Regions from separate parts of the Sus scrofa genome. Here all the other regions are linked to region 1. Evidence: chromatin contacts called from public HiChIP or PLAC-seq data. All regions are on one chromosome and are shown on one strand. Each heading gives the region's core, a stretch centred on a gene start, on an enhancer-like site or on the middle of the called end of the contact. The rest is flanking DNA. Distances are from core to core; before and after follow the strand shown.

Region 1 (4,389 bases), core at 1,286-3,785:
AGTGCTACAGCTCTGATTAGACCCCTAGCCTGGGAATCTCCATATGCCGTGGGAGCGGCCCCAGAAAAGGCAAAAAGACAAAAAAAACCCCAACATCTCCCCCCCCCAAAAAAAACCCCAACAACAGTGACAACAGGAGTTCCTTTGTGGCTCAGTGGTGACAAACGCACCTAGAATCCATGACGTCACTGGTTGGATTCCTGGCCTCACTCAGTGGGTTAAGGATCTGGCATTGCAGTGAGCTGTGATGTAGGCCAGCAGCTATGGCTCCGATTAGACCCCCTAGCCTGGGAACTTCTTTTTTTTTTTTTTTTTTTTTTTTTTTTTTTTTTTTTTTTTTTTTTGTCTTTTTGCTATTTCTTTGGGCCGCTCCCGCGGCATATGGAGGTTCCCAGGCTAGGGGTCGAATCGGAGCTGTTGCCACCGGCCTACGCCAGAGCCACAGCAACGCGGGATCCGAGCCATGTCTGCAACCTACACCACAGCTCACGGCAACGCCGGATCGTTAACCCACTGAGCAGGGGCAGGGACCGAACCCGCAACCTCACGGTTCCTAGTCGGATTCGTTAACCACTGCGCCACGACGGGAACTCCCCAAGCCTGGGAACTTCTATACGCCACAAGGGTGGCCTTAAAAAACAAAAAACATTTGTGTACAAGCTGTGTGTACATATATGTTTTCATTTCTTTTGGGTATTAATGTAGGAGTGAAATTGTTGGGTCAAGTGGTAGCTTTTTTTCTTTTTGCGGAACTGCCAGACTGTCTTCCAAAGTGATTATACCATTTTACATTCCTATCATTAGTGAATATGTTATGATTTCTTTCTTTCTTTCTTTTTTTTTTTTGGCCCTGCCTGTAGCATGTGTTAGTTCCCAGGCCAGAGATTGAACATGCATCACAGCAGTGATCCAAGCCACTGCAGTGATGACACTGGATCCCTAACTTGCTGCGCCACCAGGGAACTCCAAGTTGATTTCTTTATGTAGTGCCAACACTCGTTATTATCTGACTTTTTTTTTTTCTTAAGGGCTGCACTTTCAGCATACAGGAGTTGAGTGGGAGCTGCAGTTGCCTGCCTACACCACAGCCACAGCAACTCAGGATCTGAGCTGCGTCTGAAACCTACACCACAGTTCTTGGCAACACTGGATCCTTAACCCACTGAGTGAGGCCAAGGCTCAAACCCACATCCTCATGGATACTAGTCGGGTTCATTACTGCTGAGCCACAAAGGGAACTCCTAAATTTTTATTTATTTTTTTGACTGGTGTGTATCAGCTTGATGTGGGGTTTCAGTTCCCAGACCAGGAATCTGGGCCGCAGCAGTGAAAGTGCTGAGTCCTAACCACTAGATCATCAGGGAACTCCCTTCACAGACCTTTTAAACTGTAGAGAGTTTATTACCTTCTTTGTAATTAGAATGTAAACTCCATGAGGGCATAGATCAAAGTGGTCTTAACTAAATCTTTTTTTTTAAGGAATGAAGTAGGTAACCAAAATATCAAGTATCTTTCCTTTTGTCAGAAATTGTATCAACAACACTGTTTTCATTGTGATGTTGGTAGTTAAAATACCTTGACAATAACAACTGAGCACAAACTAATTACACAGGATGATAGGAATTGTACAATTTAATTGGCTTTGGAGTAAAACTGATTTGGATTCAAATCTTAATTTCCATTTAAGAAATGTGTAACCGTGGGCAAATTAATTGCCTATTTCTTAAAATGGGGATTTGGTTGGAAAATTGTTAAAAGGATTAAATGAGACCTTATAACTAAAGAGCTTTGCACATTGTACGCATTCATCAAATGGTAGCAGGTATTTATTACCGCAAAGGAGAAATAGCAATGTTGGGAAACTTTCTCCATAGAACAGATTCCAAGATTTCTATTTTCTTTTGTAAACTGAGACTTGTTAGACCATTAATGTTTGATGCAGAAAGGCATAAACAAAAACAATTCATTGTGTTTCTGCAAATACTCTGGAGTTCAGAGTGTCCTGGGCAATAGAATGAAACACCCTTTTGGGTGTAAAAGTTTAGCGGAAAAGGGATTCTAAGCTTTTTAAAATTTGTCTTTTAGGGCCACACATCAGGCATCTGGAGATTCCCAGGCTAGGGGTCCAAATGGAGCTATGGCTGTTGGCGTCAGCCACAGCCACAGCCACGCTGGATCCGAGCAGCGTCTGCAACCTTCACCATAGCTTACGTCAACGATGGATCCTTAACCCACTGAGCGAGTTCAGGGATGGAACCCACAACCTCAAGGTTGGTAGTCGGATTCATTTCCGTTGCGCCACAATGGGAACTCCAGGGATTCCGGGTATTTTGGATTTATTTCAACGTGGTAGTCATTTCAGGTTTGTACAAATTATTTGATTACGTGTCTGTCTCCTCCATTAGAGTCAGCATACAAATCCTGTCTTAAATCGTCTTCTGATTTCCATTACAGTGGCCACGCCACAGATGGCTGAATTGACGTGAGGGTCAGAAAAAATTCTCTGGAGAGAGATGAAGTCGGAAGGTGAAGGAAGGACCTGGATCCACTGCCAAGGAGAGGAGAGCTGCATACGTATGGGAACCACAACAGTCCCAAAGCTACAGTCGGAGTCCAGAATCGCAGAAAACCACCTCGAACCGCTCCTTCTCGGCCCCAATGTAGCCACTTCCGGGAGGGGGCGGGGAGACAAGAGGAGGCGTGCCGGGAAAGAGGCCGTTTGAGCTACACCAGGCGGAAGTGTGCCAAAGGTATCCGGGCTGCAACTTCCGGTCCGGGTTAAGGCGGGTGAGGCACGCTGCGTGGTCAGTGTCGTGCGGGGACAGCTTTCCGAGGGCAAGTCTGCGGGTCGAGAGGCGTACACCGGCGTCTAGGCTTAAAAATTTTGAGTCTAGTGGGAGGAGCGGAAAAAAGACTAGGAACTTGAATACGATCTAACCTCTGTTTCCGAGGGGGCAACTTCCACGGGGAACCCCTCTGCCCTGGTAACGGCCAAAGAGGAGATGGCGCCAGTCAGGGAGCGGCAGTGGCCGACACTGTGAGGAAGCGCGAAGGCGGAGTAACCGGAGAAGCCTCGGGAGAAGCGCCAGAGCCCTCGCCGCCGCTACCACCGCTACCACCATGGAAGGGACAAAACCGACACTGCAGCTCGTGTACCAGGCAGTGCAGGCGCTCTACCACGACCCAGATCCCAGCGGAAAGGAGCGCGCCTCCTTTTGGCTTGGGGAGCTGCAGCGTTCGGTGAGGGGCCGAGAGAGGCCGTTCTGCGCCGCGGGGCAAGGGCGGGGTGGGACCGAGGCCGGAGCCGGAGCCCGAGCCCGAGCCGGAGCCTGGCGGTTGGCCTCGTGAGGTCCTCCTCGGGGAGGAGCTGCTGCCACGGGGTGGGGCGGCGAAGCTTCATCTACGCCGCTTTTCGGAAACTAGTCGCAGCTGGTCGGTCGCGAAGTGGCCCTTTCCCCACCCCGTAGAATCTGATTTGTAGGTCCTATGCTTCTTTCTCGTGGCTTTGATCTAGTCCTCTTAAGTTTTACCCTTGCTACTACTTGCTTCTTAAGCCTTGCTTTTCCGTTTGTTTGTCTTAAATCAAATCCAATCCCATCTTTCTCCGTCTTTCTCTTAAAGGATGCTTTATCTGTCTCTCCCATTTGTTACGTCCGGCAATTCCTTCCCAGGCGTAGCCTTACACCTCATTGATCCTTGCTGCTTTTCACTCTAGTTTGAGTACAATATTCTCGAAACTTCTCAGGTTTCCAGATCCTTGTACACGTGAGTTTTCCCCGCGTTTTGAAGTGCAACATAATGTTAAGGAAAAAGAAAACGTTAATTCTGGTTTCAGAAAATCTTTGCATTTCTACTTTTGCTGTATATTGGTTTTCCAACCTTATCTTTACCCTGATTTTTAGGTTCTTTATAAGATAGGGGTATCGTTGTCGCCTTGATTATTACAAATAATTGTGTAAGCATCCAGCTAGGGAGTTAATTGCAACCTTTTATACCTGTTGTATTTCTGCATTCTTTGAATCACGTGTATCATGCTTCCGCCTTTAATTTTCTTACTCTTGCTATGCCTTATTTCTGAGTGAGTATGTATGCCTGGTGATCTTGCTGACTGTACCCTTCTTATTTTTGCATTTTATGCGCCCAAGCATATTTTAAATTTCCCCCCTTCCATTTCTTCAACTCATAACTTAAAGATGCTCTGTCCTTTTAAATCAGCTCCTAAGCTGCAATTGCATACTAAAAATTTAAAAATTTGCAACTTTGACTTTGAAGATTAAACTTAAAAAAAAAAATCAGGAACCAAAGTCATGGATAACCTCATGGGAAGAGAAAGGGATAAAACTGACCATAGGCTACATAAGAAAAACATATCTGGTCTTATTTAGTGTT
Region 2 (4,389 bases), core at 1,360-3,859, 250 kb after region 1:
CTCTTCCTCCTCCTCTTCCTCCTCGTAGAGGGCTGGGAGTAACACTTCCCCTAGGAAAGACCCCCCACCCCCAGCGAGTAAGAGCCAGCTTCCTGTCCTTGGTCCTTCCAGGGCCCTCTAGCATGCTGTCCCAGGGCAGAGATGGTATCATAGTGCCACCTGGTGTCCCCCAAGGAGCCTCTGGGCAGGACCTGCACACGGGACGAGTCCTCAGGTGTGAGGGTCGGGGTTGGAGGTAGCCCATCCCCCTCCCGGGCCCTTCCTGGACCAGTGCTGCACCTGGTGGCCTCCTAGTACTGCCTTTGGGCACACTGAGCAGCCAAGGGCCCGGCTGAGCCCCATGAGGCTCGCACAAGGATAGCTGCTTCCTCCAGCCTCGTCTCTGGGTAGTCAAGAAAGAGTCAGACACCGGGTGTGTCTTTAAGCCCAACAGGACAAGAATTACAGTTTGGGGGTTTGTACTAAGTTTACCAAGGATCCAGGTGGCTTGTGAGAAATTAGCCCTTCCATAATAAGAAAGCGTTGCCTGTCAGTCAGTAGAGAAAGAGAACAGCCAAAGAGAATCATCTGAAATGATTCTAAATGCTTTTCTGGACAAAGACGGGGCCCCTTTCAAATACATTCTATCGAATAGCCCTTTGGAAATTTTCTGCCAGGTCCACCTTTCTTTTCTGCTGTGTCAGGAGGTCTCCCCTCCTCTCCCTGAGTGTTCTGAGGCCCCTTCCCCTGCTGACCATAAGGCAGTTTTGGGGGGGAAGTCAAGGATTCTCCTCGTGAATAAAAGAAAGCCTGCCATTTTAATGCATTAAGAAATGGGGGTGTGCTGGTCCCCAGCCTCTGGCTGGTGAGCAACCCCTCTCCTTTGCTGCAATGCAGTTCCTCTCAATAGCAAAATCTTGCCTGGATGGTAAGAGCTTGCTTTGTTTTAAAATTCTCAATCTCTGGTCCATCTTTGTCTAATAATCACAGCCTAAGGTTTATCTGGGACCCCTTGTCTCATCCGTCCCTCTTGGAGCGTGGACGTGTGTATAGGGACCTGGGGACCCTACACAGAAAGTCCTGGAAATAGGACCAGCATCCTTCTAGGGGCCTCATTTAGGCAGCAAGTGCCAAGCTGTGTGGGTGTCGAGGGTGAGATGCGCGTTGGGAGCTTGGCCTTCTCGCCGGCCCCTCTCCCAGGCTCCCTCTTTCAGGCAGTAAGATAACCTAGAGAACCGAAGTCACAAGGCTTCCATTTGAAGTTAGTGGTGACACCAGAAAGACAATTCACATGCTCACTCCTCTGGCTTTTCAAAATAAGAGACAGCTTGGGATCTGGGTCGGGAGGCAGCGAGAACAAACCCCCTGCTGCACAGCTGCTTCAAATCTCTGTCCAAGGAGGCCTCTTTCTCTCTCTGGCAGCTCCCTGGGGACACACAACTTGGTTAGCTGGTGGTTAGGACCCCAAAGGGATGTACCCTGAACTTTCCCCAAAGCCCGAGCCCTGAGGAGGGTTGGAGGGGGCTGAGCTGAACTTGGGGAAGGGCTGTGTCCTGGCTCAGAGTTCTGGGGGTCAGAGGGAGGAAGGAGGAGAGGGAAGCTGGACGAGGTGGAGGGAAAGAAAGCTTTTGGGGAAAACTCACCCTCCATGGCTTGCATTCCACGCCTTTCCAGGGACCCCCAGCGTTGGCCTTTCTTCCTCTCACAACCGTCAGACACCTCGTAGGAGCCTAAAGTGGTCACTGTGGGTCCTGTAAGCAGGGAGAGAGGGGGCACTGTGGGATGCTAGGGGCGGCTGGGGGCTGGGGTGCAGCGGGGAGGGGAGGGGACATGCCTCCTAGCCCTTTGGAGCCCTGGGGTTTTTCATCCCAGTGGAAGTACTTGGCTCAGTCTGCCCAGGGCTGCGACTCTCCGCCCCAGGTGGCCCCTCAAGCGGGCCTGCGGGGACACCGCCCTGCACTGCCCAGCTTCTCTGCCCCCCAGTCCGTGCTCCTCTCCCTTGCACAGACAGAAAGGGCGTGTGTGTGTCTCTTTAGCCCAGAGGGGACAGGCAAGGATGGAAGAGGGCGGGAGCCAGCAAAGAGAAGAGGCTCAAAGGGTGAGGTGGAAGGGGAAGGGGTGAGGGGACGCGTGCGGGAAGGGGGTCTGGACTGGGGCCGCTGCCGTCCATTCCAGCTCTCACTGGACTTCGTCCTCCCCACTCCGCCCCGCGCTCCGAAGCCTTCAGGGTCCGAGCAGGTGCGGGGTCTGGAGCCCCCAAGGCAAAAAGCACCGTCAGGCTGGAGAGACCAGATGGAGTGGGCTCAGGGGAGGGACTGCCAGGGATGATGCGGCCGGTGTGGGGAAGAGCCAGCCCGGAAAGATGGAGCCGGAGCCCGGGCTGGGGGCAGGATGGAGGAGGAAGACTTAGGACGGAGAGGTGGGGAGCAGCGGAGGGGGAGAGGACCTGGGGGTCTGGAGGGAGGAGAGATGGAGAAGAGGAAGGAGCGGCGGTGGCGAAGTGAGGGAGGGGCGCTCTGACCTGGACCCGGGCAGCTCCAGCCCGCGGCGCCCGCGCCGGCCCCGGCGCCCGCCTCCATGGCCGCTCGCGCCGCCGCCGCCGCCCGGAGCAGCCGCCGCCGCCGCCGCCGCCAGGCCGGGGACCGGAGCCGGGTGCGCAGGGGAAGGAAGGCCGGGCCGGCCGAGGGGGCGGGGCCTGGCCAGGCCACCTGACGCCGCCGCCGCCGCCGCCCGGAAGCCGGCCCTGCACCCCAGCTCCCGGACCCGGTGCAAGCGCGTCGCCAGACACGCCCCGAGGCCCGCGCCGAGGGAGCGACCGGCTCCCCTGGTCTGGCGGTGGGTCCTGCCGGGAGGCGGCTGCGTGGGGGCACCCCTCTGCGCCAAGTGCCAGGGCCCGGTCCTGCTCGGCGGTGGGGAAGGAAAAGCAAGCACCAGGAGAGCCAAATCCTCCTGGCCTGTTTCCTCCAAACGCGCGGATGCTCACACGCCCCTTGCTCCCCACGGCTGAGCGGCACCCTCCACCTGGGCAGTCAGCGCAGACCCTCCGGCCGCCAGCCTCAGCCTCAGGGCTGCTCCAGGGCTGGAGGAGGGAAACCGAAGCCAGGATACTTCAACTGCGGGCCTTGATCTCTCTGTTGGCCTTGCGCCCTCCGCCAAGCCACAAGCAGGGACCTTCTTAGAAGGGGCCGCTCCGGGACCCCACGCAGCCCTTAGTGTCGAAGACCTTTCTCCATTGCCTGCCTTCCCACCGGGCCCCAGGCCCGGTGGTCTGCAAACCACAACCCCTACTCACCTAGCCTCTGCAGCTGTTTAGAGTGGGCACTGCCGATTTTCACTCTCATAGAAGGGAGATGTGAAAGCCCAGATAGCTTATTTCACTCAACCGCTCCTTCAAGGAACTTCTTCCAAGTGCCAGATTTTGGCGAACCAATTGGGCTCACGCCTCTGCAGGTCTCAGCCAGGAAAGAAATGGGTACACTTGGGAACCCGGAGGTTCCAGCACATCTGGAAAATCACTGGGAGATTCCTAAACCAGGGACAGTCCCTTCTCTTGCGCATCCACTTACAAGGTCATGGGCATATACTGTCTGGATCACGCCCACCGGCTCCCAAGTTCACAAGCCCTCCATATTCCTCAGGAGAGAAGCCCTTCTTTGCCTCGACATCCCCTACGTACCCTTAAACACTCAGCTGGGAGTCATCTCTTGGCAGCCATTCCCGACTCACCACCCAGCCAAGCCATTAGATGCTCCTGCTGTGCTCCGACCCCTCCCCCTTCCCTCTAAGCAGCACCAGTCACTCTAGGTTGTCAAGGTCATGTTCTGACTTTCCTGTCAGCCCAGTGTTTGGAAGACCAGGAAATTGCCTTAGTCGTTTTTGTATCTCCAGTATCTAAATCATTGACACAGAATAAATGAGTGAAGTTAAATCTCCTAATTAATGCTCTGCTTATCATTTAACGTATGATCCCACACTTAAGGTGTTCAGTGTTGCCTATTAACAATAGTATTGGAGTTCCCGTCGTGGCGCAGTGGAAAGGAATCCGGCTAGGACCCATAAGGTTGTGGGTTCAATCTCTGGGCTCGCTCAGTGGGTTAAGGATCCGGCATTGCCGTGAGCTGTGGTGTAGGTCGAAGATGCAGCTGGGATCTGGCGTTGCTGTGGCTGTGGCGTAGGCTGGTGGCAACAATTCCGATTCGACCCCTACCCTGGGAACCTCCATATGCCATAGGTGCAGCCCTAAAAAGACAAAAGACACACACGCAAAAAAAAAAAAAAAAAAAAAAAAAAACCCAATAATGTTGCCTATAAATCTCTCTCTCTCCTCCCCTCCTTCCTCCCTCTCATACCTCCAGCCTGGTATGTGCTCCGAGAGATGGTGAGCACAGATCAAGATGTTTCATTGGCTCC
Region 3 (4,389 bases), core at 966-3,465, 180 kb after region 1:
GAGAGGATAAGATTAAAGAGATCTGTCCCTTTGTATCCGAATTTTAAAGGGCGGAAAGATAAGGAAGAACCGATGTGGTTATCTAGGGAATTCAGGAAGGTGGTAATACAGCAAAGAGGTCAGGGGTGACTTCTCAGTGTGTATACCCCTTAAACATTAATTTGTAAACCCTATGAACACATTAACATTTCAAAAGGAAATAGGATACTTTTTTTTGTTTTCTTTTCTTTTGCCTTTTCTAGGGCCACTTCCGGGGCATATGGAGGTTCCCAGGCTAGGGGTGGAATCCGAGCTGTAGCTGCTGGCCTACGCCAGAGCCACAGCAACGTGGGATCCGAGCCGCGTCTGCACCACAGCTCATGGCGACACTGATAGGATACGTTTTTAAAGGGGGAGGCATTGTTGAGACAACTCAAGGTCTACCCTGATGAGGGCAGGAGGTGGTTCAGAGGGGAGGTCTGGCCTGAGCCAAGAACACAACAGGGAGAGGAAAAATCAGTAAACGAAGGAATCGCACTTTCCTCACAGAGAGAACCAGGCACTGGGCTCTTTCTTGTGATCATCTACTCATTCATTAATTTACTTATGTGTTAATCTGGAGCTGCAGCACTGGCCTAAGCCACAGCCACAGCCACGCCAGATCCAAGCCACGTCTGCGAGCCACACCACAGGTCACGCAACACCAGATCCTCAAGCCACTGAGCAAGGCCAGGGATCGAACCTGCATCCTCATGGATGTAATCAGATTCGTTTCTGCTGAGCCATGACAGGAACTCCATAGACCTGATGATTTTCTGAAGTCCCTTTGGTTGGAAAGTTCTTGAAGTAAAATTTGCCCTTCTCTCATGACAACTTGGATCACTTTACTGGACTGATCAGCAGAGATGAGCTTCTCTGCGCAGGGCCTAACATACCCCAGGCAACAGGAACCAGTCTCAGCCAGCGGCTCAGGGCTGGGCTGTTTAGGGGGAAACAGGCAAGAGTGGTTTGTTCCTGAGAGACTTGGCACCGGGGCCCTAGAAGAAAGGGTGTGGGAAAGAACAGGGGGCAAGCATCCTCCACTCTAGTCACCAGGATGCCTCCTGGATTAAGGGACATGCCTGCACCCACATTTTAAAGCTACTGCTCTTAAGCCAGGCCAGGAAACGAAGATTTGAAGTGTAAGGTCTTAGCAGAAGTCCTGATATTCTGTCCGCTGGGCTCAGGACAATGGGAAATTCCAAAGCAGACCAAGGAGAGCTGCACAAGCAGAGAGTAGACCTGGCTTAAGAAAGGCAGAAAGGGAGGGACAGGGTTCAAATCCCCACTAGGTCTCTTGTGAATCGTATGACTTTAGAATGTGCCTTGACCTCTCTGAGCTTCAGTCTTCTCGCTTATACGTGGGAATAACCATGGCCTTACATCACGATTGTGAGAGCCTCTAAGGGAGATGAAAACACAAAGAAAAGCTCGAGTCCACTCACTGAATGTGTGGTTCCTTTAGAAGCCAACTCGCAAAAGAGTCGACTGCTTGCAGTGACCGGAGCCTGCTCTACGGGTGAACTGGGGGAACCCCTGCAGAGGATCTGAGACTGACCCTTTGTGGGGCTTGGGTGCACTGGACGCCCAGCTCTCGCGGGCCAGGTTGGGCCAAAGGGTGGTGCCCGCCCGTCACGAGCTCTGTTCCCCTTCTTTCCTGACACACGGTCATGTGAGAAGGGAGTTTGTGGACCCGACATAGCCTCGGCCCCACCAAGCCCCTAAAGGGAACTTGGGGCGCGTAGGCCTTCGCTCCGGATAGGTGGGTGGACCGACTTTCCAGACCGTCGAGGACGGGATCTGACACTTCGGCCAACGTCTGGACGCCCAGCGACACCCCCGCCTTCTCCCCGCACTCCCACCAGACCCCAGAAGGTCGCGTTCAGGCCTTGCGGGCAACCGTACCGGAAAGTGTCTTCGATCTCATTGATGGTTGTATCCTTCTCCACCACCAGGAAATTAGGGTGGCGGTTTTTGTTAAGCTCCCCTATGCCGCCCAGCAGGAAGCCAGTCACCGTGTCTTCGTCTCCGATCACCGCAATTAGCTTCCCCCTCCCCGCCATCCTCAGAGTCAGACAGCCAGCCGCGACCGCCGGGTGTCACCGAGCTCCGGGTTCGCAGTGCCCCGCCTCTTCGGCCCCACCCCCGGCTCTTTAGACATGCGCAGTTCCACCACTCCGCCTCCTGGGACATGCGCAACAACAGCAAAGGCGCCCGAATCTGCATACGCCTGCGCTATAAAGGGAGGGCCGTTCCCCAGGCCTACGGTTCCCAGAAGTCCGAGCGGCCTCCCCGGGTTTCGCAGGCAAGTTCGATCCTTCTTCTACAAACGTGTCGAGCCTTTTGCTGTGTTAAGATGCCGAGACGCCGACAAGACAGTTCCCGTTCTCGAGGGTAAGGTCCGAGTCTTGTACCGACTGTTTATGTAACTATGGCAGACGGTTAACAACTAGTACATATTCAGTTAATAAGAGGATGGATAAGTTGATGATACTCTCTAGTGCGATAGAGGATTCACAAAGCAGTGTGTTATTTGCTGAAACGTGAGAAGTATGTGGAAGCCCACATCAGGTGTAACTAATCTGTGGGAGAGGGAGCGCACAGAGAAGGTCGCTAGCAGGATGAAGGGGATAGAAATGAGGACGAAGGAGTACCCATCGTGGCTTAGCGGGTAAGAACCTGACTAATCTCTGGGAGGATAGGGGTTCCATCCCTGACCTCACTCAGGGTTAAGGATCAGGCGTTGCCGCAAACTGCGGCGTAGGTCGCAGGTGCAGGTCGGATCCGGTGTAGCTGTGATGTAGGCTGGCAGCTGCGGCTCTGATTTGACCCCTAGCTTGGGAACTTCCATAAGCCACAGGTGCAGCTGTAAGGAAAGAAAAAAAAAATGAGGGCAAGAGGGTGTTCTGGGGAAGAGGAACAGCACGTGCAAAGACTTAGGGCTAGAGAGCATCAGTGCCTTCAAGAAAAGCTAAAGAATCTGGAAGTTACCCTGAGGACGACTGAAGTTACGCTGAAACCCCTGAAGGATTTAGTTGAAGAGAATGAAACGGCCAGGTTCAAGTTTTAGAGATAGCATGGAGACCATGCCGTGTGCCGAGGCCAGACTAAAAGAGGAGAAACCATTGTGGAGAGAGAGTGGTGGCCAGAACCCATGTAGTGGTGGTGATGGCGAATGTGGAGAAGCAGGTGGAGTCAAGAGGGGTTTAGAGACAGCATGGACGGAACTAGTTTGGGGAGTGATAGGGTGCTTCCAGGTTTCTGGCCTATGCGGCTGGGGTGGTCAGGAGTAACATTCCTGAACGCTATGCGGTGAACATGTTGAAGAAAGGTCCGCTTGCTCCCCCGCCCTTTTAAAGAGCAGGCATCCTGGCGTCTGGCATGTGATTTGCAAGTTTAGAGCACTTGAGACATGCAGATAGGGGTTCACTGTGTGGTAGGCTGGGGATTTGGGCACACCTGGTTTGAATCTCAGCCCTGCTGCTCAGAGCTGTGATTTGGGACTCATCCCTGAAATGTTCGGGACCTTGGTCTTTTCAGATAACCGCCTCATAGGGCGGTTAACTGATAACTGCCTCATAGGGCGGTTAGAATTAAGTGAGATGAAGTCCCTAAATGCTCGGCACCTGAGGCCATCCTGCAGTCCGGGGAGGGCAGCTGAAGCTGAGGCAGGAGCCAGCTAACCTTGCAGGAAAACGCTCACATCTGGGGGAGAAGTGGGCGGGAAGGCAGGGAGGGAGGGTGGGTGTAGAAGCCTGGACAGAGCCGGCCCTTAATGACCATAAGTAGTTGAATACTTGACAATGGATCCTGCTTCAAAGGGTCTTTCAGGTCAAGTAGGGAGCTGGGACAGTGCCACATATATCACTCGTGATTTCATTCAACCAGCATTTATCAGAGGGGGCCAAGAAGAGGTTTAGGACACAGACTGATAAAATATGACTTCTGTCCTCAAGGAGCTCCCTTGGGATTGAGGGGGAGAGTGAAAAATATCACGGGGGAGGAGGTAGACATACAGAAAGAGAGGCCCTGGAGGGGTCTTGAGGGCAGGATTCAGGAGGGGGAAGGGAAGGAAACTTAGAGGAGCCAGGAGGCAGACAGCTACTGAGTGAAGAGGTGCGTGGGGGTAGGGCTGAGAATCGGAGCCAGGCCATGGGTGCGGGTTTTCTCCGGCGACGCAGCACCACGTGCTGAAACATCGGCCGTGAGTCTAGAGTTGGGGGATGCGTGAAATGCTGCCTTGCCCTGCTCAGGCTACTGGCGCGTCATTTATTCATTCCTCATGCCTATCGGTGTTAGACCTCCCAGGGTTCTGGCGGGGCGGCCGAGCCTCAGACACTTGGTCCCAGCTGAGGGTGGGATATGCAGCCA
Region 4 (4,389 bases), core at 857-3,356, 130 kb after region 1:
GGTAACCTAGCGGTTAAGGATCAGGGGTTGTCACTGCTGTAGCTTGTGTCACTGCTGTGGCACGAGTTTGATCCCTAGCCTAGGAACTTCCACATGTTGTGGGTGTGGCCAGAAAAAGAAAGTCAGATAATAGTAGTGTTATCCAAGATGCAGAGAAATTGGAGCCCTCATATATTGCTTGTGGGAATGTGAAATGGTATAGCCACTTTGGAAGACAACTTGGCAGCTCCCCAGAAGGCTAAAAAAAAAAAAAGAGGTACCATGGGATACAGTAATTCCACTCACAGTTATATACCCAAGAGAAATTAAAGCACATGCCCTCACAAAAACTTGCACACGAATATGCATAGCGGCATTATTCTCAGTAGCCACAAAGTGGAAGCAACCCAAATGTCTATCAACTGATCACGGACAAGTATGGTCCATGTATACAATGGAATATTACTCGGCAATGGAAAGGAATGAAGTACAGATACATGGTCCAACATGGATAAAGCTTGAAAACATGCTAAGCGAAAGGCCAGACACAAAGGACTACCTAGAGGAGAGGTCCAGAAGAGGCAAATTCATAGAGGAAAAAGTGTAGATGAGATGTTGCCTAGGGCTGGAGGATGGATGATGGTAGGAAATAAGGGTGAAAGCCGAAGGGTATAGGGTTTCTTTTGGAGTGATAAATTGTTCTAAAATTATTATTTTTATTATTATTTGGTTGCTCTGTGGCACATGGAAGTTTCCGGGCCAAGGAAAGATCTGAGCCGCAGTTGTGACCTGTGCCATAGCTGCAACCCTGCCAGATCCTTAATCTACTGTGCCCCATGGGGATCAAACATGTGACCCAGCACTCCAGAGATGCCTCTGATCCCATTGTGCCACAGCAGAAACTCTTAAAATGTTCCCAAATTGATTGCAGTGATGATTGCCCAACTCTATGAATATACCAAACTATTGAGTCGCACACCTTAAACTGGTGAATTTATGGTGCGTGAATTATATCTCAATAAAGCTGCTGCCCACCCCGCCACCAAACAAACAGGAATTTGAGGTCCCTGCTGGGTGGGACCAGAGGACATCTGGTCTCTCAAGATAGTCCCAGTTGTGGTTTTGGCCCCCTGGCCTCCAACCCCTTGTCATCTGAGCCCCTCTCTTCATATTACCTGGAAGGAACTGCTGCTCTTCCTCCCTCAGCCCCTAAGACCTCGTTTATCTCAAAACTTCGGGGTGGGGCTGTGGGGCTGGGTGAGATGAGGCCCCTGGCCAGAGTGGCCGTGGCCATGGCAAGTCTTGGCCCAGACTCCTGCCAGATTATCCCTCTGGCCAGCCTTCCTGGAAAGGCATGCATGAGCTCAGAGCCTGACTGCAAAGGGAGCCAAGAGAATGGCGGAAGGGTGCTGGGCTAACCCAAGGCAGGGGCTCTGGGCAAGGGAAGGCAATGCCCCCCTGCTCATCCAGCCCCTCAGAACCACAGACAGAGTTGGGCCAGGCCTTGCCTTTATTAGGGTAGGAATCCCTGGGCCCCAAACCAGCAACAGAAGGGTAGGGGCCAAAGGCTCCTCTGAGACCCAGTCCCCCATCCAATCCTTGGATTTTGCAATGGGATTGAGGTGGTGGGAGGGGAGTCCCCTGAGTGTGCCCATGTGTGATACCTGCCAAGCAACCCTCATGGCCATACCATGGGATTAGAGGAGGGGAGGGGCAGAGCTGGCAAAACTGACCTGCCCGTGGGGTGTTCCCAGCCCAGTGAGAAAGGGAGAGCGCGCCTGCGTCTTGCAGCTAAGTGAAGACCCAGCGCTGCGGGGGGAAGGGCCAGAGAAGCAGAAGTTCCCAGTGTGCAAAAAAGCCATGGGCGGTGGGAAGGAACAGGGTTAGGAGTCAGAGCTGGGGTGAAGCGCCAGTTCCTCTGTTCTCCAGCTGAGTGACGTTGGCTGAGCTACTTAAACTCCCTGAGCCCATTTCCTTACTCAGCAGATGGGACCATCGGAGCACCTCCCTCCTGGAGCTGTTGTCAGCATGAATTCTGATAATCCACGTGACCCCTGGCCTGTGGCTGGCTCCCACGGAGTACTCCCAGCACAGCGATTGTCACTGCCGTTTGGGGGCGGGGCCTGGAGCCGAGGCTGCCACCTAGGGCTGTGTGCTGGACAGCTCTAGGGGGCCTCATTCACATCATAGCCTTTGTGGATCTACTACAGAACTTTCCCAGCCAATGGAAGGACGTATGCTGTCTGGAGAAGCTGCGCTTTTCACTCATTTGCACAAAATTGCCTTATAGTCTGGCTGTGCATCGCAGGGTACTGTAGCCTCTCGCTACATAGGGTCATTTCTATTAAAATGAATGAGAATTAAAGATAATTAAAAATTCAGATCCTCAGTTGCACGAACCATATTACAGGGACTCGCTGGCCTCGTGGGACTGTGGTATTGGACGGGGCAGATCTAGATCATGCCCATCATCGCAGAAAGTTCTTAGACGGTGCTGCTCTAAGGGGTGGTGCTGCCCAGAACCACCAGAGGAGGCTTTGTGGAGGCTTGAGAGCAGGTTGTGAGGAATGGGAAGAAGAAATGGGTGGGAAAAAAGAGGAAATTGCAGGCAGGAAGCCACACATATCGCCTCTCCTTTGGCCCCACTCTCTTAGCTTCTCCAAGCCCTAAGGGGATTCCTAGGAGTCAGTCTCTGGGGAAAAGAAAGTCAGAAAAGAGATTGAGGAGGGAGTTCCCACTGTGGCTCAGAGGTAACGAACCCGACTAGCATCCATGAGGATGCAGATTCGTTCCATGGCCTCGCTCAGAGGGTTAAGGATCTGGCATTGCCGTGAGCTGTGGTGTAGGTCTCAGACGTGGCTGAGATCCCACGTGGCTGAGGTTGAGGTGTAGGCCAGAGGCTACAGTTCCGATTCGACCCCTAGCCTCAGGAGTCTCCATATGCCGCGGTGTGGCCCTAAAAAGACCAAAAAGAAAAAAAAAAAAAAAGAAAGCAAAGAGATTGGGGAAGCCCCAGGTTCTCCAATGGGCCCAGGGCAGAGTGGCAAGCTCCCCGCCAGGCTGGAGAACCTTGTGGCTTGGAGGTCCCTGTGTGGTACCTGGAAAATTTTGCCAACATCTCCCTCCAGGCCCTGGCTCTGCTTCGAGGTTCAGACATGCAGTCTGATTGCATTGGTGTCTCTTTGCCAAAAACAAAACAAAACTAAACAAACAAAATGTACATGCACATCTTAAAATCCCAGCAGGTTCCATCCAACCAAAAATATTGAGTTCCAACTGTGACATTCACTCGTAAGCAGTGACGGTCAAGTGTGTGGACTTAAGTGGGCAGGCTGCAGCTTGGCACAGTCCCTGGAACACAGTGAGGCAGACCCTGCTGGCATTTTAAGGGGTAAAGAAGGTCCTTCCTGGAAGGGAGCTGGGGGCTTCGTAACTCTGAATTGGGGGGGGGACAGCCAGCTGTGGAATACAGCTGTGGAATTAGAATCTCAGATCTGTGATAAACAAGACGTCCCTCTGATCAGCTGCTCAGCCGGGGCAGCCTTTGCCTGGGGTGAACAATGTTGTGAGTGGGAAGAAAGGGTCCTGGGGGAATAAGGAGGTGGAGATGGGAGCCTCCGCGAGAGGTGCCTCGGGGGCAAGTTGGTGACTAGCCGGGGCAGGTGGAGAAGGGGCTGGGATCCTGCATAGCCTGTTCCCAAATACCACGTCCAGTTGAAGTCACGCGGTACACACATGCTTGCATGCGGTTATGTGGGCCAGGTGAAGGGTTTGGATGAGCCGACCTTGTTCCCACCCATCACAGCGAGAGGGAGTGATGGGCAAGGTAAGGGCTGGAGCAGGTGGAGTGATGGCTTCGCCATGATACCTTCCCGTCGCTTATTCATTTGTTACAACTGGCGTGACTTGAAAGCTATTAAATGAAGTGAAAAATGTGATCATGGACTAAGCCCTTCTCTCCCTCCCCGCTCCCAGCAGCCTTTGCTTCCAGCCACCAGCTCCAGAGAGAAAACCAACCTGCTGCCATGAACCGTGCAACTTGAAGGAAGTGAGTGAGGAAAAGTAACCTATGCTGGGGTCCCCTGTGCACCAGGTGCCACGCACGTGTCAGGCACACATCCTGGGCTCCTTGCCTCATTGGGTTCTCCCAGCCTACGGTCGCAGTTACTGCTTCCTTTATGGATGGAAGATTTTTGGCCTAGGGAGGTAGAGTAATTTAGGGAAATATGTAATAAGGTTAGCATCTCGGCCAAGGGCCCAGGAGAAAAGAGGATTCCCCTCGAAAGGGTGTAGCCGAAGAGAACTAAAAGAGGCCCTTTACAATCTGCAGATACAGTTAAGAGAATCAATAAGGATGCTGATGACTGGGGACTAAGAGTAGCAGGGAACCACTGGGCTGAGCCGATTAGG

What was found. HiChIP or PLAC-seq counts read pairs in DNA pulled down with a chosen protein or histone mark.
Region 2: a contact with region 1 is called in an H3K27ac HiChIP or PLAC-seq map of skeletal muscle, with 4 times the contacts expected there. The contact joins the promoter of CCDC136 here to the promoter of TNPO3 in region 1. A contact is called at or near these places in 4 of 47 Hi-C or Micro-C datasets (embryonic fibroblasts, fetal heart ventricle, skeletal muscle and 1 more) and 2 of 2 datasets of contacts at active chromatin or transcription factors (alveolar macrophages and skeletal muscle).
Region 3: a contact with region 1 is called in an H3K27ac HiChIP or PLAC-seq map of alveolar macrophages. The contact joins the promoter of ATP6V1F here to the promoter of TNPO3 in region 1. A contact is called at or near these places in 1 of 5 promoter capture datasets (fetal skeletal muscle), 3 of 47 Hi-C or Micro-C datasets (embryonic fibroblasts, heart right ventricle and liver) and 2 of 2 datasets of contacts at active chromatin or transcription factors (alveolar macrophages and skeletal muscle).
Region 4: a contact with region 1 is called in an H3K27ac HiChIP or PLAC-seq map of alveolar macrophages. The contact joins the enhancer-like site here to the promoter of TNPO3 in region 1. A contact is called at or near these places in 3 of 5 promoter capture datasets (fetal liver, fetal skeletal muscle and liver), 24 of 47 Hi-C or Micro-C datasets (adipose tissue, alveolar macrophages, blood and 12 more) and 2 of 2 datasets of contacts at active chromatin or transcription factors (alveolar macrophages and skeletal muscle).

The regions. Positions count from the first base shown.
Region 1 is chr18:19,570,020-19,574,408 of Sscrofa11.1, forward strand. TNPO3 (transportin-3) reads left to right here and starts at 2,536. Exons shown (of 23, transcript XM_013990808.2): 1 at 2,536-3,240. The coding sequence starts at 3,121.
Region 2 is chr18:19,821,134-19,825,522 of Sscrofa11.1, forward strand. It overlaps CCDC136 (coiled-coil domain-containing protein 136), which reads right to left and starts at 2,610. Exons shown (of 10, transcript XM_013990821.2): 1 at 2,501-2,610; 2 at 1,623-1,730; 3 at 1-50. The coding sequence starts at 2,558.
Region 3 is chr18:19,754,491-19,758,879 of Sscrofa11.1, forward strand. It overlaps ATP6V1F (V-type proton ATPase subunit F), which reads right to left and starts at 2,216. Exons shown (of 2, transcript XM_003134698.3): 1 at 1,924-2,216. The coding sequence starts at 2,081.
Region 4 is chr18:19,702,230-19,706,618 of Sscrofa11.1, forward strand. All of the region lies in intron 1 of KCP (kielin/chordin-like protein), which reads left to right. Among named protein-coding and RNA genes, the nearest start is that of IRF5, 13 kb to the left of the region's middle. Within about 2 kb of position 2,107, at least 14 of the 83 cell types and tissues checked have an H3K27ac peak or open chromatin away from gene starts, as enhancers often do. A contact at or near this core is called in adipose tissue, alveolar macrophages, fetal liver and 3 more, where this site is marked.